Linked DNA regions of Mus musculus: region 1 is linked to region 2. The links are chromatin contacts, called in public HiChIP or PLAC-seq maps. All regions are on one chromosome and are shown on one strand. The core of a region is the stretch at or near the end of the contact, and the rest is flanking DNA. Distances in the headings are between cores, read along the strand shown.

Evidence for each region. HiChIP or PLAC-seq counts read pairs in DNA pulled down with a chosen protein or histone mark.
Region 1: a FOXA1 HiChIP or PLAC-seq map of pancreatic cancer cells shows a contact between it and region 2. The contact joins two enhancer-like sites. A contact is called at or near these places in 2 of 115 datasets of contacts at active chromatin or transcription factors (memory CD8 T cells and pancreatic cancer cells).

The regions. Positions count from the first base shown.
Region 1 is chr5:64,990,853-64,996,654 of GRCm38.p6, reverse strand. It overlaps Fam114a1 (family with sequence similarity 114, member A1), which reads right to left. Exons shown (of 14, transcript NM_026667.3): 3 at 753-840. It overlaps Gm32374 (a long non-coding RNA gene), which reads left to right. Exons shown (of 3, transcript XR_003955930.1): 3 at 3,121-4,264. Among named protein-coding and RNA genes, the nearest start is that of Mir574, 23 kb to the right of the region's middle. Within about 2 kb of position 3,899, at least 39 of the 459 cell types and tissues checked have an H3K27ac peak or open chromatin away from gene starts, as enhancers often do. A contact at or near this core is called in pancreatic cancer cells, where this site is marked.
Region 2 is chr5:64,665,185-64,670,559 of GRCm38.p6, reverse strand. No RefSeq gene overlaps it. Among named protein-coding and RNA genes, the nearest start is that of Gm26761, 32 kb to the left of the region's middle. Within about 2 kb of position 3,404, at least 33 of the 459 cell types and tissues checked have an H3K27ac peak or open chromatin away from gene starts, as enhancers often do. A contact at or near this core is called in pancreatic cancer cells, where this site is marked.

The sequences.
Region 1 (5,802 bases), core at 2,650-5,149, 330 kb before region 2:
ACCGACTGCCCGTGAGGCCTGAAGGACAGAGGGCAGTGAGCGCAGAAGCCACTGCCTGTTTGCTAAACATGGGCATTGCTGGTTAGTTCTTTTAGAGAGTAGAAGAGATTGAAGTCATGGCAAGACCCTCTCCCAAACAGACAGACAGAACACTAGATGACAGAAAACAAACACTACTAAAGTTGGATGATAAACACATAGCTAGAAGAATGTAGCAACCTGGATGTGGTGGTACACGAGAAATCTCAGCACTCAGGAGGCTGAGGCAGGAGAATCACAAGTTCAAGGGCAGCCTTGATTACACAGTAAGGCTCAGTTCTTAAAATGTGTGTGTGTGTGTGTGTGTGTGTGTGTGTGTGTGTGTGTGTGTTTATTTGTGTATATGCACAAATATGTGCATACACATCCACATATCTGTATCTTAAATCTATACTTTAATGGACAATAATAAGATAGTGGTTTAAAACCACAACACCTGGTTTTTAAATCCCACACTAAACAACGCTGACTTGAACAATGTCCTTGTCTCTTGGTGGTTCAGCGTTTTGAATCTGTAAAGTGGAGGAAATAGACTGTCTCCTCACAGAGTCATCGCAGGAACAAACGCGTTAATGTACGAGATGCCCTTAGAGCAGTGGAAATGGAAACGGACTTCTCCTGAGCAAACGTTAAACTCCATCAATGTACGCTATGTCAAAATCTCTTGTCCCGTCAAGCTTCTGAACTCTGTTCTGGTGACACCCAACACTTACCTACTGTGGCTGATGCAGATGAGAGCAGAGATTTCCCCCAGGATCCCCAGCCTGCCCATCTTCCTGCCTGTGATGAGGGGTCCACAGCCTGCAGAAGAACAGATTAGCAGCAGGTCAGATATTCATTTTGCCCCTGAATGTGGAAAAACATTCAGAGAAGCAGTTGAGACACAGAGAAAGTTCAGGAACAAAACCCACCACCAAGCAACCACATCTCCCAGGCTTGTAGTTTATATGGGTCATAAAAGAGTATCTTGACCCACACAGCAATATGTACTTTGGAACCACAGTAATGGAGGTGTTGGCTCCTATGGACTTGGCCCAGTGTGAAGAGGGATCTGTAGTCTTCCCATTACATGAAAGACAGACAAGGGCTGCCAGGGGTGATGGGTCAGGGTTAGGGGAGTGGTGGAGAGCAGAGGGAGAAATATAACAAAACAAAAAGTGATTCGAAAACATTTAAATGACCCCGGTTTAACCAATTCTTACAAAGCTAACTAAATGTGCCTTTCAAGACAGAGTTAACTTCCAGAGTGGGATGGAGTGGAAATGCTAGTGTGGTTGGCAGATGGTGGTGTCCAGCATTGACTAAGGGCATCAGCTAGCCTGGAGAGGGATGGTGGCAACAGAAAGCTTTGTGGGCTATCTGTATTCAAGCTGTTGGCGTCACTCAAATGACCCCTGTAACTCTAGCCCTCACCTGCAAGGATGCATGTGCTTCTGGCTTGACAAATTCTGTCTCCCTGGCTTCTGAACTATGAACTGGAGACTGTGGTTTAGTGTGAGTTGTTTTTTTCCCCAACATAATATGAGCTAAAGGGGTCTGCAACCCTATAGGTGGAACAACAATATGAACTAACCAGTATTCCCAGAGCTCGTGTCTCTAGCTGCATATGTATCAGAAGATGGCCTAGTCAGCCATCATTGGGAAGAGAGGCCCAATTGGTCTTGCAAACTTTATATGCCTCAGTACAGGGGAACGCCAGGGCCAAGAAGTGGGAGTGGGTGGGTAGGGGACTGGGGGGGGTATGGGGGACTTTTGGGATAGCATTGGAAATGTAAATGAAGAAAATACCTAATTAAAAAAATCAATTATAAACTATAATTTAAAAAAACTATAAATTATAAAAAAAATGCAGGCATGGAGGGTCACCCTATTCTATTCACCGAGCTAGCTAAGGGAAAGCAGGGTGTGCAAGATGGTGGTGCACCCAGGCCACGGCATAGATTTTCAGCAGCATCTTAGACCTGGGCTTTCTAGTCTTAGCTAGTCTAGTCTAGTCTGGGCTGCATTCACAACTTTGTGTTCTAGAAGAGTCCCTCATAGTGTTGCTTTCCTGTTGTGGATAGCCCTGGAGCTGACTGTATTTGACGTTGATTCCGTTCTCCTGTGAGGGGTTTTGAACAAGGAATGAGTCAGCACTCGGGTCGTTTCCTGTAACCCTTCTTCCCACGTTAATTTTATAAATAAAAGCTAGAGCCGGTGATTGGGTGGAGAAAGAGGGGAAGGTGGAGCTGAAGGTTTTGGGAGAGAAAGAGGTGGGGGGGCTGATGGGAAGAGGAGGAAGAAGGAGAGTAGAGCAGAAGGACATGGCCTGGAGAAACTGCAAGTTCTAAGGGGTCTCTTATATGGGGAAGATGGTAATGTAGTGGTAGATCTGCCCAATCTAGGCGCACAGCATGGATTCATATTAATTGAGTTGTGTTTTCATTGCCCGGGCTTATTTGGGTTAGAGATTTACTGAGAAACACTTCCCTCCCTGCCTTTCAGTCTCCAATCTCTCAGTCTGTCTGTCTGTGTCTGTCTCTGTCTCTCTGTCTCTGTCTCTGTCTCTGTCTCTGTCTCTGTCTCTGTCTCTCTCTCTCTCTCTGTGTGTGTGTGTGTGTGTGTGTGTGTGCACGCGTGTGCGTGTTCTCCTCTCTTTCTTTTTGGTTCTGGTCCCTAATCCATCCCTAAAGTCTCAAAGAGTGCCTAATATTATTTGTTGGATAGATGTACCCATTTTCTTGCATAGGAATGTAGTAGTTTCTGTTAATCTCATCGAGTGAGTCCTGACTCAGCCATCGAAAAACACAGCTTTCTCTTACTATTCACAAACAGATCATAGAAAGCAAAGGAAGAATATATAGACCCACAGTAAGTATATAGGCAAAGTAAGAGAGCTTTTTTATAGGAAGGGAGGGAGGGAGGAGAGGAAGAGGCCTATATAACCTGTAGATTCTGTAACTCCAAGGCTGGCCATCAGTCATCCCCAGTGCCCTTTCCCCTACTGTCTCCCTTGCAGATAAGGGTGGTATACTGCTCAGTTATTCACAAAGATGTACATAAATGTATATAAAAGCCTTTGATTTTGTGATGAATTTTCAGTTACAGCCGTCGCCAATTCTTCCTCCTGTTCTGAGTGTGGAAACGATGCTTGGCAGTGAAGCAGGGAAATTTTCTGCCTCAGGGAAAGGTCAAAGCATCCCTGGTCCTGATGCTGATGGAGCACTGAGCCAACACCGGGAGCTACTCGTCCCCATCTTTTGTATTATGGGAGAAAAATATATCGCTGTTCTGCAAACCACTGAATGTGGATTTTAGTTATTTGTATCTCACTGCATTCCTATTTACCCAGTAAATATCAAATATCATCTATTCAGCAGAGAGATGCGACCAGTGGAAAAGGTCACAGAATTGAATTGCGCAGAATTGAGTCGAGGTTCTGCCACTCTGTGTAATGAGTTACTGAAGCTTTTCTAAGCCCCCATTCATTTGTTACAAAATGCAAGACAAGACAGAGGCGAGCTCCCAGGGACTGGGGAAATGCGCTCAATGATATTGTAAACTTTTGTAAATTGTACCTTGAGTATATGCAATGAATGTTTGACATACATAAAAGAACTCTCAGCACCAATAACCCTGCAGGTCTTGAGATGATTAAAAAATTATTTCCTATGAATTTGTCATCTAAACGCTGCATAAATGTTATGAAACACCAGCTTTAAGGCTGTGAAGAAGGGAGCTTTGCAAGCTGGCTGTCAGCTTTTCCTTCTGTCTGGAAACAGAGAGGGACTTGTCAACATGAGCGGAACGCCCATGACTCGTGACTGTCTGCACTCGTTTGTGGTGTCTGCATTGATTCATCCCATTCGGCAATGGAATCCAGTAGCAACTTTGTACCACCAGGAGGACGGGTGTGAGTTGATGACTAATGTAATTCTTTCACTGGGCCGATCACTGCCTGTGATTAGAAAGAACAATGCACTCAGGGGTGATGGCTTCTGACTCAGATCTACAATATTGACTGTGCCCTGACAGCTGGTAATTGGCTAGTGAATAAAACAGAAAGTCAAATGCTGTGTAATAAGCGACTACTTCAGTTGTGCTTTATTAATAAAGTCCTTGACATTGAGCTGGAACTTCTGGCTAGTTACAAGGAATATCTATAATTAATAGAAAGTCCTCAAGTGGCTAGATGTACACATTTAACAAAAAATATAAACTAAATAAATATCAACCATGAATTATATATCCTAAGTATTGTCTCCACTAACTGGTCATTAGGTGACACACTTAGAAGCCTATAAAATAGTCGCATAAGTCCCATGAGATGGCTCAGGGGGTAAAGGTACTTCCATGTAGGTCTAATGACATGAGTTCAACTCTTGGAATCAACATAAAGGCAGAAGGAAATAACCTTCGAGTCCTCTGACCTCTACATTCGCGCAAACACACACACACACACACACACACACACACACACACACACACACACACACAAGACGAAATAAGCAGAGTGCATCAACTTGCTTCTCACATTATTAAATGCTGCTGGAAAGCTTTGTTTCTCACCTTTCACCTAGATAGCTCTCACCTCCTTTAACACAGACCTTCGGGGCCTAACTCAGAAAGCAGAAGGCATCCTATGAGAACTCACTATGTTGTTGTTTTTCTCTCCTTCCCATAAAATCAGAAGAATGACCTTGTATAGTTGGGGCAAATCAGACTTGGATTGATCGAGGACATCTAAATCATAATTAGAGGGGCTAGAGAGATGCCTCAGCAGTTAAGAGCACTGGCTGCTTTTTCAGAGGACCTAGGTTTAATTCCCAGCATTCACATGGCGACTGGCAACCATCTATAACTGCAGTCCCAGGGGATCGAACGGCCTCTTCTGAAATCTGTGTGCACTAGGCATGCATGTGTTGCATAGACATACATATAGACAAAACACCCATCTACATATAATAAATAAAATTTAAACAAAAAATAAAACACAATTGGTCCTTTGAACAACGGCATCCATTGTGTGATCCTAAGAATATTTAACTATGCAGGGGATTCCATCAAGTTCAAAGTTCCTTAAATAGAGAAGACATCTAAATGTCTAGTATCCCACCTAATATCAAATAGAAAATACTTTTTAGGTTGGTCCTGTGACTTAGTGGTACAGCATTCTCCTGGTTTGAGTAAGGCCCAAGTTCCACTCCTAACACTACCATCACCACCACCCAAATGACCACATCATTTACTGAGGCTGGAGTGTGGCTCTGTCACAAAGCATCTGCCTAGTTTGTGTGAGACCCTGAGTCAGAGCTCTGGGAAAATAAACTATTTAATTTAGGCGAACCAGTTCAAAACTATAGGTACAAGGTAAATATCTAGAGGGGTCTGTCAAACACAAGGACCATTCACATGTAGGTGGAAATATATATATATATATTTCTGTGTTAAGATCAAAGACCAATCTGGAAGTCCCATCCCCAGGAGAGATGAGGAATCAGGTACCGTGTAGATCTCATACCGGGGATGCCTGTCATTAGACCCACGAGACCAGGTCTTCCTTAAGTCCTGTAACTCACAGCACAGATAACCTGTCATAAGGATCCTCAATGCAGCAATGAGGCTGCAGGTGTCCTGCCTGGGTGCCTGCTGCTCTGTCAGAAGGTCAGACTCGCAATGGCCTCAGTTATTTCCAAGTAATTTTCTTTCCTCATGAGTAAACCTTTTCCAACTCTAGGAAGATTTAAAACTTAAATGTGGAAAGGCTAAAGCACCAAAGCCACG
Region 2 (5,375 bases), core at 2,155-4,654:
AACAGATACAGAGACCCACAGGCAAACATTATACAGAGAAGGGGGGCGAGAGGGGGAGAGAGAGGGAGAGAGAGAGAGAGAGAGAGAGAGAGAGAGGGAGAGAGAGAGAGAGAGAGAGAGAGAGAGTCTGCTCCAGGTCCTCTCTCTATATTATTGCTTCCAGTTTAGCGTCTTTATGGGATTCCTGAGAGCGTGGGCAAGTGTGTCTCTGACTCTTGTGCCTGCCCCTGGGCTCTTTTCCTTCTGTTTGCCTTGTCCAACTCTCAGGTGTTAGTTTTTGGTTTATTTTATTTTATTATTATCATCCCTTAGAAGCCTGTTTGTTTTCTAATAAGAGCGAGACTGGATCCAGGACACTGATGACGTAATAAAGGAAGGATGCTTAAAACAGTGACTAAAAAATTATAATCACTCAGTAAATAACATTTATCATTCCTTTCTTTTTCTTTTTTAAGATTTATGTATTTATTATATGTAAGTACACTGTAGCTGTCCTCAGATACTCCAGAAGAGGGCATCAGATTTCATTACGAATGGTTGTGAGCCTCCATGTGGTTGCTGGGATTTGAACTCAGGACCTTCGGAAGAGCAGTCGGTGCTCTTAACCACTGAGCCATCTCGCCAGCCCTATCATTATTTTCTTATGCTACGTGGGGTCACTTCCAGTAGTCCAGTGCACAGCTTTAAGGCACTCCTTTTTAGCGCTAGTTACTTCTCTAGGACCTGCCACCCTGTGCAAACATTTAGCAAAGTTTTCCATGGCCTGCCCCTACCCAGCCCCCACTGTGTGTGTGCACATTAGAGTCTCTGTGCTGTATTTTTGATTATTCCTGTTCTTTATTCAGTCATGTGATGAACGCCTCAATTAAGAGAAAGTGTGCATGATGTTCAAGGGGGAAAAGCAGCTTGTTTCTTTCCTCCGAAGCAGATGGGAGAGATGTCACAAGAAAGCATCTAGAGATAGAGTGCTCTGCCATTTAGGAGACAAAGGGACTTCTGGTTTAATGCCTATGCCGAGGTCTAGGGCAAAATTAAGTTGCTTTTTGTTTACTTCCATCAACTACAAAGTGACTGCCTCTTCTGAGCTCTGCCTCTCTTCTCAGTCTGGAGGTTGTTACCCAAAAGAAATAAATAGCCAGCAGACCTCAGATAATCCACTGAAAAGCCTACAGACAAGGCTCATTTCTGAAATCCCTGCCCTTGGGAGGCTGAGGCAAGAAGGTTGCTGTGGGTTTGATGCTTCTGAGCTATAATGAGCTCAAGCAAACAAGTAACAACTACAAAAAAGCAAACCACAGAAAAAGATACATTTCTTCAGACTAGGGAGAGAGCTCAGAGCATAGAGTGTAAGCCCGAGGAGCTGAGTTCTCTCTCTCTCTCTCTCTCTCTCTCTCTATATATATATATATATATAATATATATATATATAATATAAAATAAATTAGGTGTGGCGATGTGTGCTCGTGGTTCTGTGCTGGAGAGGCAGGTCTCTGGGATTTGCTGACCAGTCAGCCTTGCCTCTTGTCAAGTGTCGTCCAAGTCAATGAGAGATCCTGTTTCAAAAAACACCGTGGGTGGCTTCTAAGGACTGGCACCATAGTGTTCACGTGCACATATATATGTGTGTGTGTGTAAATACATATATATATATACACACATACATGTGTACTTGCACACACATGCACACAAGACAAACCTATTTTATTCTTAATTTCAAAGTAATATTATATCAGTACATCCGCTTACATATAAAGCTAAAGTTGTCACTGATGGCTAACCCAATCTTGGGATGCTTACTGGTTTATATTTGCATACAAACACATCATGACATTGCATACATATTGTGTTACTTTTCAACCTATTAGTCATTGATCAATAAATAGCTTTCCTATTGGTTCGAGTCACGTGTTAGCCATTTTAACTCACAGCTATAACTTCATTCACTAAAACCTGCATTCCAACTATTGGTAATCTGTACCACTAAAGTGCCTGGGCGGCTTTCACCTGCTGCTCCATATTAACCCCGTATGGCAATGCATGGCTGTTGATGCTCAGGCTTCGCCCTGGGCATTGGCGTCAGACTCTTGGGGTGGAAGCCATACCCAAGCATCTATAATTTTAAAAGATGGCCAGACGAGAGCCTGCGTTTAATCCCTAGAACCCAGAGTCCATGTAAAGGTGGAAGGAAATAACTAAGTACACAGAGCACTATGGCATGTAATTCCTCATCATGTACACACACACACACACACACACACACACACACACACACACACAGAGTTATACTAAGTTTAAAAACGTTTTAAAAGGTAGCGGGTGGCTCAAATTCAGAGGCAAGTTTGGGAATCTAAGGCTTAGATGCCACCCGGGGAACCCATATCTTCAAGCCTGACTTCTGGCGGCCTCCTGGTCCAGTCCACAGCTAGAGAGAGGCCTTGGATATGTCTCACAGCCAGGCTCTTTGAGGCTGAACCTTTGTCCCCATAGATTGGGAGACTCTGTTCTTCACTTATAGCTGCTACTGACCAGAAGAGTGGAGAAAAAGCTTTTCAGTGCAATCACTGATATTTTGAAAGAGATAATCCTTTTCATTTCAACCACCAATATAACTTTAAGAAGAGCAACTGGACTGTATATGAAAGCTTTAAACTGTTGTAATTTTACTATTAAAAAATTTCTCATTCAAAGAGATTTATTTCCCTAAACTCTGGACCACCCACTGGTGCATAGCTGTATCCTGTAAATGGGTTGGTGAGAACACAGAAGTCATGAGTAGAATTCAGTGTGGGATGACAGGTGCTCTGTGTAGGGAAAAAAAGGCTAACACTTGATAGTGTGATGGGGGAGGGGAGAGAGTGTGAACAGCAAGAACAAAGCTCATTGTAGACAAATTCATGTCCAAATACTGGCTCCACCCCTGTGTTTACAGCCTAGTTATTTCATACTTTGAGATTCTTCATCTATAAAATTAGTAAACTATCACCCACATTGTATATGTGTTCTGATGTTGGGGTGTGTGTGTGTATGTGTGTTTGGATGTTAAGTGGAAACTAGAGGCTGACAACAGAATTTCTTCCTCAGTTGCCTTAGTTTCTGCCAATGGTCTTGAAGCTTACTATTTTAGCTAGATTAGCTGGCCAGTGAGTCCTTGGGGTCCTCCCATCTCTGCTCTCCCAGCTCTGGGAGGCTACAGATGTACAGCATCACATCTGGCTCTTATCTGGTTCTGCAGAATCCAAATGACTGCAAACATAAACCAAGCACCACTTCCATGATCAAGCTTTGTCCCTCCAGGAACTGCCCTCCTCGGCCTTGTGAGTCGATGGTTCATCTTCACCCTTCCTTAGGCAAGATGAGCTGGAACGTGGCAATGCACAGCTGTGTGTGATAACCCTTCCAGAACATTCTCAGATGCATTCCCCAAGTGTTACTCAATGGGCTGGGTTAAGGGTGGGGCAGATGCTGGCAGAGGGTCACAACAAATTAAAGTGTCTTGAGAAATATATGAAAGAGGCACTCAACTGACAAGATGGTAGGTTCCAGATGTCTTGGTCTTTCCCTCCCTTCCTTCCTTCCTTTGTTCCTCCCTCCTTCTTTCCCTCCCTCCCTCCCTCCCTCCCTCCCTCCCTCCCTCCCTCCCTCCCTCCCTCCCTTCCTTCCTTCTTTCCTTCCTTCCTACCTACTTTTTTTTTAAAGACAGTGTTTCTCTGAGTAGCACTGGCTGTCTTGTAGCTTGCTCCATGGACCAGGGTGGCCTCAAACTCAGAGATCTCTACCAGGTCTTTCTTCCTGAGTGCTGGAATTAAAGATATGCCACACCATGGTCTGCATCTTGGTCTTTTCTAGAGGGTTAAATGAAGTAATATCAAGACAGGCTGTGGCATGGGTTAGAGGCATACATTTCTCAGAAAACCAATTTCTGGAAAGATGGTGCTGTGTAGTTGCAGGAAACTTAGAAGGATATGTTTTTATTGTTTCTTGAAAGAAAAAAAAAGGAGGTTATATGAGTGGAAATTTTTGGAAAGGAGTCAGGGAAGGAGAAACAGATGCAGGGTCATGACCTACCAAATAAAACTGTTATTCCAGGAACTTCAGCAGGCAAAAGCCACTCTGCATGGAGAGCACTGTGGTCCGATAGAGCCTCAGCTTCATGTGCAGGGGACCTTTCTGCCCTAGTGTCCCTGCCTGAGATTACAGGCAGAGTCTTCATAGAGGTCAGTGAGTTAAGATGAGGTCACTGAGATGGCCCTAATTCCGTTTGACTGCTGTGCTCGGAAGAAAGTTTGGATGCAGACACTCACAGAGAAGGACCTTATGGGAAAGAGAGGCTGCCACCTGCAAGCAGAGGGGGACATGGGGAGAGGATGGCCCCTGCAAGCTGAGGACAGAAAACCAGGTCTGCTGATTCCTTCATCTTGGACTTGGAACCTTCAGAACTGTAAGGAAAAAAGCCAGCTTTCCTTGATTTAAGTCCCCTACCCCACACTACCACAGCCATGTGTGGCAACCCAAGGCAAAGTACTCTAGCAACTGAGAAGAGACCAGTGGTCTGGCTCCTGCCAGTGCTTCAGTGACTGTCTCTCCCTCGGCCATTCTTTCTCATTTGTCTGCCACAAGTTCCCCAAAGTGAAAGACTTTGAAGATCTATTTATTTACTTACTCTTAGGATTGAGTTAGTGATTGATAAACAGAAGTGAGTCTTCTACAGAAAGGTGGGTCCTAGTAAGCTGTGTGAGTCCTGTACGCCCCTGAGGCAGCCTTGGAGTGGGGCTCAGCGTCCCATAGTCTTCTTTGGGTGACAAGAACCATCTAGGCTTTACAGAGGATTGGAAGGGCAGGTAGTTCCAATAGGCATCAAACAGTAAATAACTTGATGGCCAACCCTTTCAAAGACTGGTCCGTGACTGTCTCCTCCAGCAGTGAATCCTGCTACACCCCCTACCCCCCAACCCTGGCATCATTTAATTGTTTGATGTTGTCAGTTTGATGTTTGATGTTGGGTCTAGTGATTCACCTCTGCTCTGGCCTGAAAAGCTTCAATCATCCAAGAGTCCCAATCATCCTCTTGGGAGTCCCTTGGAGGCTTATTCTCCTGCTAAGGAAACTAACCCCAAATATTTACCCAGTAGAAGTTGTAAACTTTGACTTTACCTGTCAAGGTGTATCTCTGTAAGAAGCAGGGGAAGCTAGGGCTTTGCCTTGTGGGAACTGCTCCCTCTGAGATCTGAGAACAATGTCCATTCTCATTCTAAGCGAACCCCTCTTGGGACCAGGCTTCCTTGCCCTCTCAGACTTCAGACAGGCACTCCCACTTCCGGTGTGAGCAGTTCACCACCACAGCTGGCCAGGCAGGAACCCTGAGTATGAGCCCAGCC